2 separate regions of the Mus musculus genome follow, and region 2 is linked to region 1. The links are chromatin contacts, called in public capture Hi-C maps. All regions are on one chromosome and are shown on one strand. Each heading gives the region's core, a stretch centred on a gene start, on an enhancer-like site or on the middle of the called end of the contact. The rest is flanking DNA. Distances are from core to core; before and after follow the strand shown. Region 1 holds the start of Vstm5 (V-set and transmembrane domain containing 5). Region 2 holds the start of Piwil4 (piwi-like RNA-mediated gene silencing 4).

Region 1 (6,684 bases), core at 1,614-4,113:
ACTCTCGACTTCTACCTTCCTCAGAACACTGACGCACAAAGGCAGCTCAGCCCGGATCTTCACTACTGCACAGGAATTTCCTCCGCACTGTCCAAGAACACTCCTTATTTCTCTGTAAGACCTCACCTGAACCTCCCTTCCAACCCACGTTTCTAGTATACTGAAAACTTCTCCAGCTCCACCCAGTAACTGGCTCTACAGCGCCATCTACAGCTCTACATGCTCATGACACTAGCTCCGCACTTGGCAGTACAAGTTGTCTAGTGTGGGCTGCAGTTAAGAGTCTATGGACTGGATGACTGAAGTGCGGGGGTTTATTTTCCCCTCTCAGTCTTGGAGGACAGGAAGTGCAAGATCCAACGTATTTAATACAGACCCCCCAATACATCTATAGTCATACTATATTTTAATTTAAAATTATTTTTACATTTACTTATTTACTTGTGTGCATCCTATTTGTGTGTGTGTGCCTGGGTGCATGGACTCTGTGGAGGTCCCTGGATAAACTTACAGGAGCCAGTCCGCTCTCCTCACCTTGTGAGTCCCAGTACCTTTGCCTGCTGAGTGCTCTCACTGGCAAGACATTTATAGTTAAGCGAACACCCTCTTCCTGGCTTATTAAATTGTTCACTGTGTCCCCACCAGCAGAGAAAGAGTTCTGAGTTCTCTTTGATAAGGACACTAGTCTCACCACAGTGGGGACTAACGCCACATCAGAGGTTTCAACCAATGCATCTGGGGGATATATTTAGTCCCTAACACCACCATTGAGAGAGCAAACGCTTCCAAATACAGGAATCTTGTGTTTGGGGACATGTTGTAACACAGGCTTTTTTTTTTTTTTTTTTTTTTTTTTTTTTGAAGGCAGCTTCTTGCTCTCACTTTCTTCCTTCTTTTATATTATTTATGGTTTCTTGTTAACCGTGCTAGGTGCCAAGCACAGGGCCTTGTTCATGCTAGAAAAGAGTTGCCATTGAGTTATACCCCAGCCTTTGGCAGAAGCTGAGGAGGCAGAGGATGCAGGGAGCTGGTGAGGAGAGGAGAGGCCCTCTCCACATTGCTGGGTTGGCCTCCAGCACAGGCCCCCTCCAAGCAGGCTCACACCCACTCGGCATTTGGGAAGAGCTGCTCCTGGTTGGAGAGGGGCAGACTCAGGGCTCATCAGAGCGGACAGTACTGACCTGCCTGGTGACAGCCGGGCAGGAGACAGTCACCAGGTGACACAGACTTTCACCTACTCCTCAGGCTTACATGTCACACTGTCATGGTGGCTCCCATCTAACTGCTAGGACCAGGTAAGTGTGGGTTCCTTTGCAGAGAGTCCTCTGGTTTCCCAAATCTGGGTTCTAAGTGTTCCCAGAAGGCAGCACCTACCTCCTTCAAAGGCCACGTCAAAGGAAAAATTGTTAACCACTGTATCCTACTGTGGCCTGCTTCCTGCAGGGAGAAGTCAGGCTCTGGATATTACCCTCTGAACATCACAGACAGACGGCTGTACCAAGAGCAAGAATGGTGACAAGAAACTTGTACTTGGGAAAACAACGGGAAAGATCACTGTCAAGATTCCTACCTGATGGATTAACAAGGGGCTAAGTCCAGGCCCCCCAGCGGCAGAAGCCACAGCCCAGCCATCTCAGCCCAGTCTTACTGAGTCTTACAAATACAAAGGCTGGTCTCCAAGAAAAGACCTAGAAGCTGTTTGAGCCTTGGCTTCACCGCACGCTAGGTAGGTAGTCACCTTCCCTGAGCAGTGTTGCCTTCCCGTGCCTCAGTTGCAGCACTTGTAGAACACAGAAAAAGAGGCTCTCATTTCATATGGGCTAAATGGTTAGGAAGTTTGTGGATCCCAAGAATCTGTGAACAAAGGCGCTTGATGAAGATCTGCTTTCCCCACCAGCCCTCTTAACTCCAGCCACCCGTCTCTGGCTTCTCTAAACCTCCATGAACTGACCCATAAGATGGTAATGGTAATAATGTTAGTCCTTGAACAAGAAGAGAATTGCACTATAATCTTTCGTGTCTATAGATGATGTTCAATGTGTACCACATTCTGACTCACCATTCTAGTGCTGCCTCACAGGGCACCTTCTCTGGTCTCATGCTCCAGTGAACCCCACGACCTCTTTTCCTGAGCCCCAGGCTACCTGGAAGTCTGCTGCATGTTAAGGGAGATCCATAGGACCCAGGAAACCCAAGGAGGGTCTACCACCAGAGAGTGACAGTGAGCACCCTGGGGTTTGCAGCCTGGTTATTTTCAGAAAGAAAATAAAAATTGCTGCCCAGGAGGCCAGGGCCCGGCAGGGAGCGAGTTATCTCCAGGACGGCTTCCTGCTTTGACAGCAGCAGCCACAGCGGCCCAGAGCACTGAGAGAGCCTTGGCTCGGCCTAGGACTCTCCAGCTGCGCCCCGCCAGCTTAGAGGCGGTGAAATGAGACTAGCCCGCATCACCTTGGCCTCCCGACAGCACCATAGGGGACGTTCCTTCCAGCGATGTTCTTCCCACCCTCCATGTTGCTCCCACCTACGAGGTCTCCCAATCAGGCACTTACTCTGCAGACAGCGGGCAGCAGTCACCCAGAACGCGAGCAGCCCCAGCGGGATGCCTTGGGTCCTCTCCCCGCACCGCAGTGGTCTCATGAGCGAGCCGCGGGCTGTATAGAACCCCGCATGGGCCTCGGGGAGGTGGCCGGTCCAATGCTCGCCCTCAGCAGCGCCCCGCAGCGTAGCGCGCCAGCCTAGCCTCCCAAGCCTTGGCTCTGCTGCTCTGCTTGCAACTCAGCACGTCTCAGCTCCTGCAGCTGCTCCGCCAGAGGCAGATGAGCAGGTTGTACTCTGGTTCAACCAGTTCCCAGGACAGAGGGAAGAAAGGAGGAAGGGAAGAGGGAGGGAGGAGTGAAAGAACGGAGGACTATAAATATGCAAAGATATGGGGTAATGGGAAGGCACGCACTCAGAGGCACTAATGGCAAATAATGAGCAATTTCCTGAGGGTCACACCCACTTTATCAATTCAAGGTTCAGTGCAGGGAGGTGACTGGGGGGAGGGCTAGTGCTAGCTGCTGTTCAAGGGTCCAAAAAGACAATTTGAGGACTTCATGGGCAAGTGGGAGGCTTTTAGGAAAGCCAAGTGACAGCCTGGGGTGTGAGGAGTGAGGGGAAACAGATAGGGTGACTCAGGCTGGCTCTGTGGAGTAGATGCAGTTATGCTCCATCCATCCATCCATCCATCCATCCATCCATCCGTCCGTCCGTCCGTCCGTCCGTCCATCCATCCATCCGTCCGTCCGTCCGTCCATCCGTCCGACTATCCATCCATCCGGCCAGTTACTCAGCCAGCCAGGAAAGGATTCTGAAAGCTGCGTTCTGTCTGGGACCTGGCTCAGGTGGGCGTTCCACCACAGGACAGTGTTGGAATGATGCCTGAGCTACACTTAGAGACACAACCACACTGATTTGCAGAGCCCCTAGAGGTGGCCCTCCTGTAATCTCAGCACTCTGGAATCCTCAGGAGTGACTAGGTACTTTAGGAATCCTAGCAAGGGGTGGGGCCTGCAAACAATGACCAACTGCTATATAGTCTGCTGTTAAATGAAGAACCAGGATGCTGTAAGACTCAAAGCAGCTGGACTCAAAGGGGGATGTGGTGATGTGTAAAGATGTGGAAGTCGGGGAAACTAAAACTGGCCCAAGCTAGTTGTGGCAGTATGGTTTACTTCGTCAGAGCTAGATCTTCTTACTAGGGAATAAGATTCCGAGCAAACAGCAGTGATACTTAAAAGGGAAGTCTACTCGGGAGGGCGGCTCTGGAAAAGATTCTGCTTTCCTGGGGAAAGGATAGAAAGGGCGGTGGCTGCTTGCTGTGTAGCCGTTTCCTTCCAGCTGAGACACTCTTTCCTGAAAGGAGGAGGCAGCTCACAAAGCACAAGCCACTCAAAGGATTCAGGGCACTAGGGCACTTAGAGAACTCTTGGAGTATGCCATTGCCAGGGAGAGGAGACTCTTCCACAGAGCTGCAAGTTGTAGAGGGAGCCCCAGTGATGGGCTGGGCTGGGCTTCTCTGTAATGCAGCCGCTGGAATCACCCATGTTCCTGACCCTTGCTAATGTAACCTTAATACACTCATTGTTCTGAGCTGGAGAGAAGTAGTCTTTCCAGGAAACGCTTCACAGCTCTCCTCCTGCCTCGAAGACATTCCTTCTCCTTAGATCTGGAGCTCTTGACATATTTCGTGAAATTTCAAGTGAGGACAAATCTCGCTAGGTGAGGATGGAGGAACAGAAAGACAGGAAGTGCCAGGAGACAGCGGTGTGTAGCATGCTCTCCCAGGAGACCATGGGATGTAGCACGCCCTACTGTGATCTGGCTCTTGGGGGGGGTTGTATCTGCAGTAAGACTCTGGGTGGGATGAATGCTGGGGCTCAGCTTGCATTCTCCTTTCTGTTTAGTACAGGATTCTCACCCACGGGATGGTGTCCCTCAAAGTTAACGTAGGCCTTCCTACCCCAATTAACCAGATTTAGATAATCTCTCACAGGTGTGCCAAAGGACGTCTTTCCCAGGTGACTCTAGAACCATTAAGTTGGTCATTTTAACCATCACACACACATTCTGGTGAGAACAAGAATGGTCTACCCTGGAACTGCACTCACAGTGTCCTCTTTATTGGCTATCATTGGCTCATGGGTAAAAAGATGAGACCATTGGGGACTCCCTGGGAGTGGCATGTGGCCATTGCTGGGATTGCTAAAGCAGAGGACATGAACCTACAGGTATTACCACCCATGCCTGTCACACAAGAAGTCCTGGACTCATAATGAAGCTAAGTCAGGTATGGTGAATTAAGAAGCTGAGGAAGAAGGAAACCAAGTTTGAGGCTAGCCTGGGCTACGTAGCAAGGCTCTCTTTCAAAAATAAAAATATTTTAAAAGTCAAAAGAATGAAGCTAAGATGAGACAAACTGGGCCGGGACCCAGGGAGAGAAGCAGATACAGTGTGTGCTCTGGGGTTTGAACTCTCACTTTCCCCAGTAGCTTGAACTGGATTTCTGTGACATAAAGCTAATGTTGGTTGAAAGACAGGACATTACAATTAGGGGGAATATATTCAAGACATCTACTTACTGCACAGCACGGAAATGATAATTAATGACGAAATGTGTTGAGTGAACGCTGAGTGGAAGAAGGCTCGCAAGTGATGACCATCTGACCTGTGCTACTTTATTCAGCTCCGTATTCACACTGTGCTGACACTGTGTACACATACTTTAACATACTAGGTCATGCACAATAATTACTATCTGTCAATTTAAAATAAAATAAAGTGTGTGTGTGTGTGTGTGTGTATGTGTGTGTGTGTGTGTGTGTGTAAGCCAAAAGTCAAGGGCAAGAGCTTCTGTGGCCTTTCTCCACCTTATTTTTGAGACCAGCTTTCCCACTGACCTGAGAGCTCACTGACTTGCTGCCCTGGGTAGTCAGAAGTCCTCACCGTCCTCCTGTCTCTGTGTCTCTGGTCCTGGGTTACTGATGTGCACTGCTATGGTTTGTTTGTTTGTTTGTTTAGTGCGGGTGCTGGGGATCTGAACCCAGGCCTTCCTGCTTGCAAGGCAAGCATTTTACTGACTGTGGCTGAGCCATTTCCCAAGTCTGCCCAATCTAAAATCCCAGCCTTATAATTAGCATCCAAAGTGCTCGCCTAGGGGCTTTGCTTGAATGCTCCTCCTCCACCCAGTGCTGCTTTGTTGGAACCTCAGGAACCTAGGATGGAGCCTAAAGGTCACGAGGGTCAGACATTTGGCAGATACCAATACCAGTTTCTTGTCTTAGTTTCCTGGTCTGCTGTAATTTGAACAGTGTCCTCCACACAGGCTCCCTGGCATGAATGGAGCTGTCCTGCCCTGCCTTACCCTCTGTGACAGACTGGAGCCTTCTGAAAGTATAAGCCTGAATAAATCCCAGTCTACCAAGTTGTTTCTGTCAGATACTATGGTCACAGGATATAAGATTAATGAATATGTTTACAGTCAACAATCTCATACAGCCAAAGAGCCAATCATCTATTTTTAATCTATCCACATTTGGATAGATAGGGGCTGTGTAGGATGCAGTGGTAGACCCCTTGCCCAGGATCTTGAAGTGCTGAGTTTGATCTCAAGCACAGGATACAAAGCACACTAAAATGTTAGAAACATTTTTTTTAATTGAGAATAAGGGGACTTCTAAAATATTTCCAATTCCCACATCCTGTGCATTTACTGGTTAGCTCATCAAACATTTACCCAGCATGCCCTGAAGCTGGAAGTATTGTTACTCCAAAGATCAATGACGCATGGATCCAAGTCCCAAGGGCTTCACACACTGATGGAGATTCAATGGCCCAAATCAAGAGAGGCCTCCAGGTCCATGGTCCCTTTTCTGTGGAGCCCAAGGTTAAAAGGAAACACTTGTTTTCCTCACTGCCATTAACCTGGCAGCTGATATGTGGTAGGCACAAAATGACTGCTTGTCAAGTGAATGTATGAACCAGGAAGTCTGAAGCATGAGAAACACATATTAGAAGGAGTAATCTCTTGAGATAAAAAGCTGGTAGAAAGATTCAATAACACTCTGAAAGCCTGCTCTGACTGGCCACTTAACTCTCTGGTTGTGTGGACCTCTGTGCATCCAGCAACTGTTAGAGAAAGGCGCC
Region 2 (6,684 bases), core at 1,475-3,974, 500 kb after region 1:
CCTAGCCCCACGTTCTCAGGCCATGGTCACTCATAGTTTGGTTCCAGAATAAAACTAGCTTTTATTCCCTTGGGGTTGAGAGGTGTGTTTTTGCACCAACGTTGTGCTACCATTTCATTCCTCCCTTCCTTCCTCTTTGCCCCCCCCTCCTTGCTTCCCTCTGTACTCCCATTTCCCCCTCCTCTCTTCCTTCCCCTCTCCTTTCTTTTTTTCTCTCACTGGGACATTATAAGACACCTATATATGAGTGAACTTTCTTAGAAAATAATAACCCTCGTTTTTCAAACTCTGGGCTTTAATCTAGATAGTTTTACGGAGCACTCTGTGTATGAGGGAGTTTGTCGCATTTATGCCTTGAACTACAGATCACTTGACTTTACTGCCCCAGCTTTCAAACATTCTGAGAAATAGGAGGAAGTAATTTTTTTCCTGCTCTTGCTTTTAATCCCCACGTTGCACATCTTTTCTCTTTGTTGTTTAGACACCTGGCAATGCTCTCCTGTTCCTGGAAGGAAATGGTTGAGGCTGCTCTTATCCACAATGAACTGGCTGGTACACCAGCAGCTTTGCTGGGTGCTATTCCAGATTCCACATCTCTTGGGTCAGTGCTACCTGACACTATCCCTGAGGGGACATTAACAAACATCTACTCACCCCAGATTCGGAAGCAACATCAGACCTTGGTGAACCAATGAGTTTTATTGGGGTTACTTACAGAAATATGGGTGAGGGGTTACTTACAGGAGTGGAAGTGACTCAAAAACATCTGCATTACCAACGCCCACTGCAGCATGGGTGGGCTTGCTGATGGGGTCTTTGATGAAGCTGAGCACAATGCACAGCTTGAGGCAGCTCAACAATTCCAGACCTTCAGTTGATCTGTGCCTCTTCCAGGCTGCTTGACTAGTCTCTTTCTTCCAGATGACTCAGCCAGTCTGAGCCCTTCTACGGAGCTCATCTCTGAGCGTGTCTCAGCTCTCCTTTAGAGCTTCTATGTGGTTGAGAATGGAGAGGTCTAGTGCATCTGTCAGTTTTAGGGACTTGGTGAATCTTTTGAGTTGTATTTCCTCAACCTAAGAGTTTGCCTGCTGGATGGAACATGTCCCTCCCCTGGTGCTTTGTACCCTTTCTGCTACCCTGTGTTAGTTAGCCAAAAGCTGTTGACTGGGAATTTGGAGCATCCCTCCAGAAATACAAGGCTTCATCTCATAGAAAACTGCTCCAGAGTGACCAGCTCCTCTAGGAAGGTCACAGCAGACCTCTTGACATAGTACCCACAGGCCTCTGGTACAATACTAACTTTACTGACAGACAAGCATGTGGTGACTTGTCCGTATTGACACAAGTGCTTTGTCTCCAGTAAAGTCACCCTCGAAGTTCTCCCTCATCCCTCTGGCTATGCCTCTCTTAAGAGTTTACAAGACTGTATATCCGTTGCCTGAGTTACAAATAAACACCATGTTTGATTTAAATCTAGCTATTTAAGCACTTTTAAAAAGAAACCCAGAAGCACATTTTCCTGCACAAACCAGTACAAAGTTAAACTGTATTTCTTATATATTTGATTTGAGATTTTTTTTTAAACTTTGCAAACCACATCTAGGAGATGTGGCACTTGTGCATTTTATGTGTGGTGTTAGTTTCTCTTGATTCTGTTGGTTAAGAGGGCAGAAAAGATATCTGGTATTCTTGGTCACTTGGTTACCCTAAATATATGATTGCCAGTGGCTCAGATGACAAGTGACAAGACAGAATTCTTCAACACATTATTAAGTTCCTTATACCTAAGGCAAAATCTTGAATACATTATTGAATTCTAATTTCCTAATGGCTAACAGATTGACAGCTGCACATTTGGCATGCTTTGGGGTTGGTTTTTTTTTTTTAATTTTATTTTTCATTGCAGATTTATTTGGCAATGTACAGTACATTTTGTAAACTTGCATCAAGTTTATGAATAAAGAACCATTTAAAACTAAAATAAAAAAAATAAATATTTTTATATGTGGGTCTGTGTGTGCACCGGGAGCACACAGGAGTCAAGGATGCTAGAAGAAGGTGCCAGGTCCTCTGAAGCTGGAGTTCCACACAGTTGTGGGTCACTTCGTGGGTGCTAGGAGGCAAACCCTGGTCCTCTGAAAGAACAAGAATATACTAACCATTAAACCCTCTCCAGCCCCAATCTAATTTCTTTAAGATTTATTCGAATTGTTACATCCATTTTGGGTCATTCCAAACGTTTGTGTAATGGCCTGTCTACTAACCTCCCCCCCTCCCCCCGTTTCACCTCACCCCTTCTCAGGATACACCCTAACAAGACTCAGAGAAGCACACCTTATGACCGTCCCACAAGCTTCCCTCACACTTCCAGAGTGGTGTGTGATGCCATTCTATATACATTTATGATTGGGTAATTTCTAAAAACCAGGAGCAGAGAGATACATCCTCAAATGATAAAGACTGTATGCTGGGTATTTATAGCAAATGAGGGACACAGAGGAAGGCAAAAAAAAAGGTATAGGGGAGAGCGAGACAGAAAGAATAAAAAAGAAAAAGAAAGACATAGACAGAGAGGGGGGCAGGGGAGGAGGGAGGGACGAAGAGAAGGAGAGAGATTCATGCAATGCTAATAGGTGCCCACCCCCGCCTTGCCGCGCCCATCATGCGCCTGCGCATTCTGGGGGTCCACCGGGCCCTGCCCACCCACGCTCGGGTTGCTGTTTGTAGTAACTATCTTGGGAAGCTTGAATACTCCCAAACTCCGAGTCACAGCCACACCGTCTCTTTTGCCAAAGAGAAAACACTCCTGTTGAGGCTCACCAGCCCTGGAAAGCCGCTGGCACCCAGGAACATGAGTGGACGGGCCCGTGTGAGAGCGCGAGGCATCACCACTGGCCACAGTGCTAGGGAAGTGGGGCGGTCCTCAAGAGACCTCATGGTGAGTACTTCTGTCTATCCTTCCTTTGGCTATCCTGGGCAGTGTTTTCTTCTACATGCCTGTCTAACTCCTTTGAGGCTTTCCCACCTTTTTCTTTCAAGTAGATACCATGGAAGTGCAAAAGGCACTCTGGCTAGGAGGTGCATAGCTGCCTTCTATTTTCTTAGCTTTAATTCAGTCGCTGTAAATTGTGTGTGAAAGAATGAGAAAAACAAAGAATAAGCAAAAGACAGACCAACAGACTAAATAAAGCCTGAAGTATCTTCACTTGCCTTGGTGTGATACACTTGGTTCTGGTAAATGGTACTAGAAATCGTCTCAAATTCTGATGTGGAAAGATTCACCTGCTGTTGGTTCAGCAAATACTTGGAGTGTGGCTGTTCGCTGGGTGGTCAGACAGAAACAATACTGAATAAGAACGACACATCTACTGTTTGGAGAACCTTTTAGACTCAGGCCACACAGGTTTGTGATCATTTTGTCATTGTTATCATTTAGTAGAGTTCTCTTGACTTTGCTCTTTTTTTTTTTTTTTTTTTTTTTTTTTTTAAACAGACCAAGATACAATAATTTCTTGGACAAAGAAGTTTCTGCAGAGACAGTGTCAGTCTCTGTCCTTCCCTGTGTTGAGAGCTGGCTTTGGTTCAGTTCATCCCCAGGGGTCATCCCTGTGCTGAGGGATCACCCCACTTCCATAGCTCACTCACACTTCTGGGGCCTAACGCTGTTGTTATCTGGGTAGCTATCTGGGGCTGTTGTCTGTTATCAGATGGTAGCATGACTCAGCTAAATGCACTTGGCAAGGAGAGCACTCCAGCTTCCCCTTGGCCTTCTGTGGAGAATGGCCACCTCCCTCTTGCCCCTCAAGGGCATCTACCTCTAGTGTTTTCTGCTCCTGGATCATGGTAATCTACAGTATGAGACATGATACTGTTCTTGTCTTTTGATAATGTCATGGGTTGTGATTCGTTTAAGTCTGAGCAAACTTCCTACCTCTTTGTAGGTTACATCTGCCAGTCCTGGGGACAGCGAGGCCGGAGGTGGGACAAGTGTCATTTCACAGCCATGTAAGTATCTCTGGATCTGCCTCCCTGACCTCCTTCAGCCTGAGTGGAGTAAGAGGACTCACCAAGCCCGAGACACCAGACCGCACCGCCTGCTCTGCAACGGTTCCCTGAGGGATCCTCCTCAGAAGTTCACTGTGGCTTCGCTGGCGTCCTGGTGTTCCTCAGGACACCGGGATTCAGATGGGGAAGCCATCTTCTGATTCCTTCTGCTCAGCGAATCATTTTGAAACCCCACCAACCTGGAGACAGAGTGTTCCGAGCCCAGCTAAGCTCATACTGTGTTCTTGAAAATGACCTTGAACTTCGGACTCTCCTCTTCCCTCCCCAGCCCTTCAGTTCTGGCTGCAGGTGCACCAGACCCATTTTATATGGTTCTGGGGATTGGATTCAGGGTCTCGTGCTTGCTAAATAAGCACTTTGCTAACTGAGGTACATTCCCAGCCTTTGAAGAACACATTCCAAAAATACAGAGCAGTGACATCAAAGTGCCCATTTTCCAGGATGGGAGAAACCAGCGACACACAACTGTGATCCTTCCATCAGTCCTCCTTGCAAAGCCTGGTTCAGTTCCAGGGGTCTTGTCCACTCCGGGCCACACAGCCTAAGTTGCCTTGCCAGGTGTATTGGGTTCTGCCTGGGCTGCCGTGAGGAAGTACCATAGACTGAGGGGCTTCAATAAGAGACATTTGTTTGCCCCTGATTCTAGAGGGTTGAAACGAATCTGAGAACATAGTGCATTTCATATCCCTGGGTGAAAGCTGTTTACCACGTCCTGTATTGTGAACATGCAGGGAAGTTATTGATTTCTGGTCAGTAAGCTGTAAGCGCTGAGGTGCCACAGGCTCTCAGAGTCCATCTCTGGTGTGGTCTGATCTGAACTGCAATGAGAATGTGCTTGTGACACAGAAGGCCTGCTGTGAGAGGCAGCATGCTGGCCTGCCTGCCTCTGCCACTGTGACATTATCATGAGTAACTCAGCATGCAGACAGTCCATCCTTTACAGTAATAGACATATAACCTGATTTTTCCCCTTTTAACTCTTAAGTGTACAGTTCTGTTTTCTTCCTTTTTTTTAAAAGATGCATTTATTTATTTGATGTATGTGAGTACACTGTGGCTCTCTTCAGACACAGCAGAAAAGGACACCAGATCCCATTACAAATGGTTGTGAGCCACCACGTGGTTGCTGGAAATTGAACTCAAGACCTCTAGTGCTCTTAACCACTGAGCCGTCTCTTCAGCCCCAGTCCCAGGGTTTTAAGCTCACTCTTATCGTACAGTTACTGCTGGCATCTATCTCTGGCACTCTTTTGTATGGTAATACTGAAACTTATTTGTTAAAAATAACTCTCCACTTCCTATCCTTTCAGTTTCAAAGAACCACAATTCTATGGTAGTATGAACTTTTTGGTTTTTTGTTTTAAACACAGTTTCTCTGTGTATCCCTGACTATCCTGGAACTCTTTGTGGAGGCCACACTGGCCTTGAACTCTGAGATCTGCCTGCCTCTGCCTCCAAGTGTTGGGACTATAGGCATGTGCCACCACTGCCCAGCCTGGTTTGAACTTTTTAAAAATCAAGATTTTATTTTCTGTGTAGTGTGTGTGTGTATGTGTGCGTGTGTGAGGCCAGAGGCACTGGGTCCTCCTGACGTAGTTGTAAACCACATGCTGTGGGTTCTGGGAATCCAACTGGTCTTTTCCAAGAGCAGCATGTGCCCTGGCCCTGGCAGCTCGAAATGCTTAAACTGTCTAAAAATCACTTACGATCTAGAACAGTGAGAAATATAGATAGTCAGTTAAAATCAATCTCTGAAAATGAAACGGAGGGACAGTGCAATCAGGGACTACATTGTAGGACAGATGAACCCTGAACCCAGAGGGTCAGCAGACCGTTAGGCATGTTGTTTTGCCCTAAAATCCTGAATTTTGACGATTAAAAGTACCTTCCAAGTGGTGATGGCATTTAAAAACTGTACTCACTTAAACAGAAGTCACTTAGATACAAACAGACTTCTTTCGGTCTTTTTATGACCTATAGTAAATGGTAGACTTTTCTTAAGGAATAATCTAGCATGATTGTTGCTGTCCGTGCCTGGGCAGTTTCTCTTTCCACTGGGAAATGTGAGAGACTCAGCAAGTCAGTGTGGATTGTCCCCGCTTGGAACGCTTCAGAGCTCAGGGAGAAGGAAGGATAGTCGCGTGTTAACAGGTGGGAGCAGTAGCCTGACCCAAGAAGAGGACATCTATGGCACTGTAAAAGCTAACACTAAGCCTTATTTCTAATTAAACATTCCCTGCCTTTTCTATAATTTTCAGCGTTGGTACAGTCAGGAATGTGTTGGCAGCACAGGCACATCTTATTGAAAACTGCAAGTTTTGACGGTCAGTGTGGTTTTGATGGAGAGGGTGCGCATGGTCCAACACACCACGTTATCTTCTTGTTTCAGATGAACTTGGTGTCTCTTCTGGTGATGGTGGACGTACCTTCATGGAAAGAAGAGGCAAAGGCAGACAGGACTTCGAAGAGTTGGGTGTCTGTACCAGGGAAAAGTTGACCCACGTAAAAGATTGTAAAACAGGTAGCCATTACCTCCTTGTTACTTTTTTTGAAGTGTGCTCCCAGGACCCACTGCAGTTTATTAGAACACAGGGGAGGGGCTATTAATCCATGGGGAGA

What was found. Capture Hi-C pulls out chosen DNA fragments and counts their contacts.
Region 2: a contact with region 1 is called in a capture Hi-C map of macrophages, with 6 times the contacts expected there. The contact joins the promoter of Piwil4 here to the promoter of Vstm5 in region 1. A contact is called at or near these places in 2 of 9 other capture datasets (liver and macrophages).

The regions. Positions count from the first base shown.
Region 1 is chr9:15,235,224-15,241,907 of GRCm38.p6, reverse strand. Vstm5 (V-set and transmembrane domain containing 5) reads right to left here and starts at 2,863. Exons shown (of 4, transcript NM_026955.2): 1 at 2,550-2,863. The coding sequence starts at 2,637. It overlaps Gm51702 (a long non-coding RNA gene), which reads left to right. Exons shown (of 3, transcript XR_003948285.1): 3 at 1-825.
Region 2 is chr9:14,736,712-14,743,395 of GRCm38.p6, reverse strand. It overlaps Piwil4 (piwi-like RNA-mediated gene silencing 4), which reads left to right and starts at 2,724. Exons shown (of 20, transcript NM_001368831.1): 1 at 2,724-2,938; 2 at 3,942-4,005; 3 at 6,455-6,586. The coding sequence starts at 2,852. It also overlaps the pseudogene Gm15586.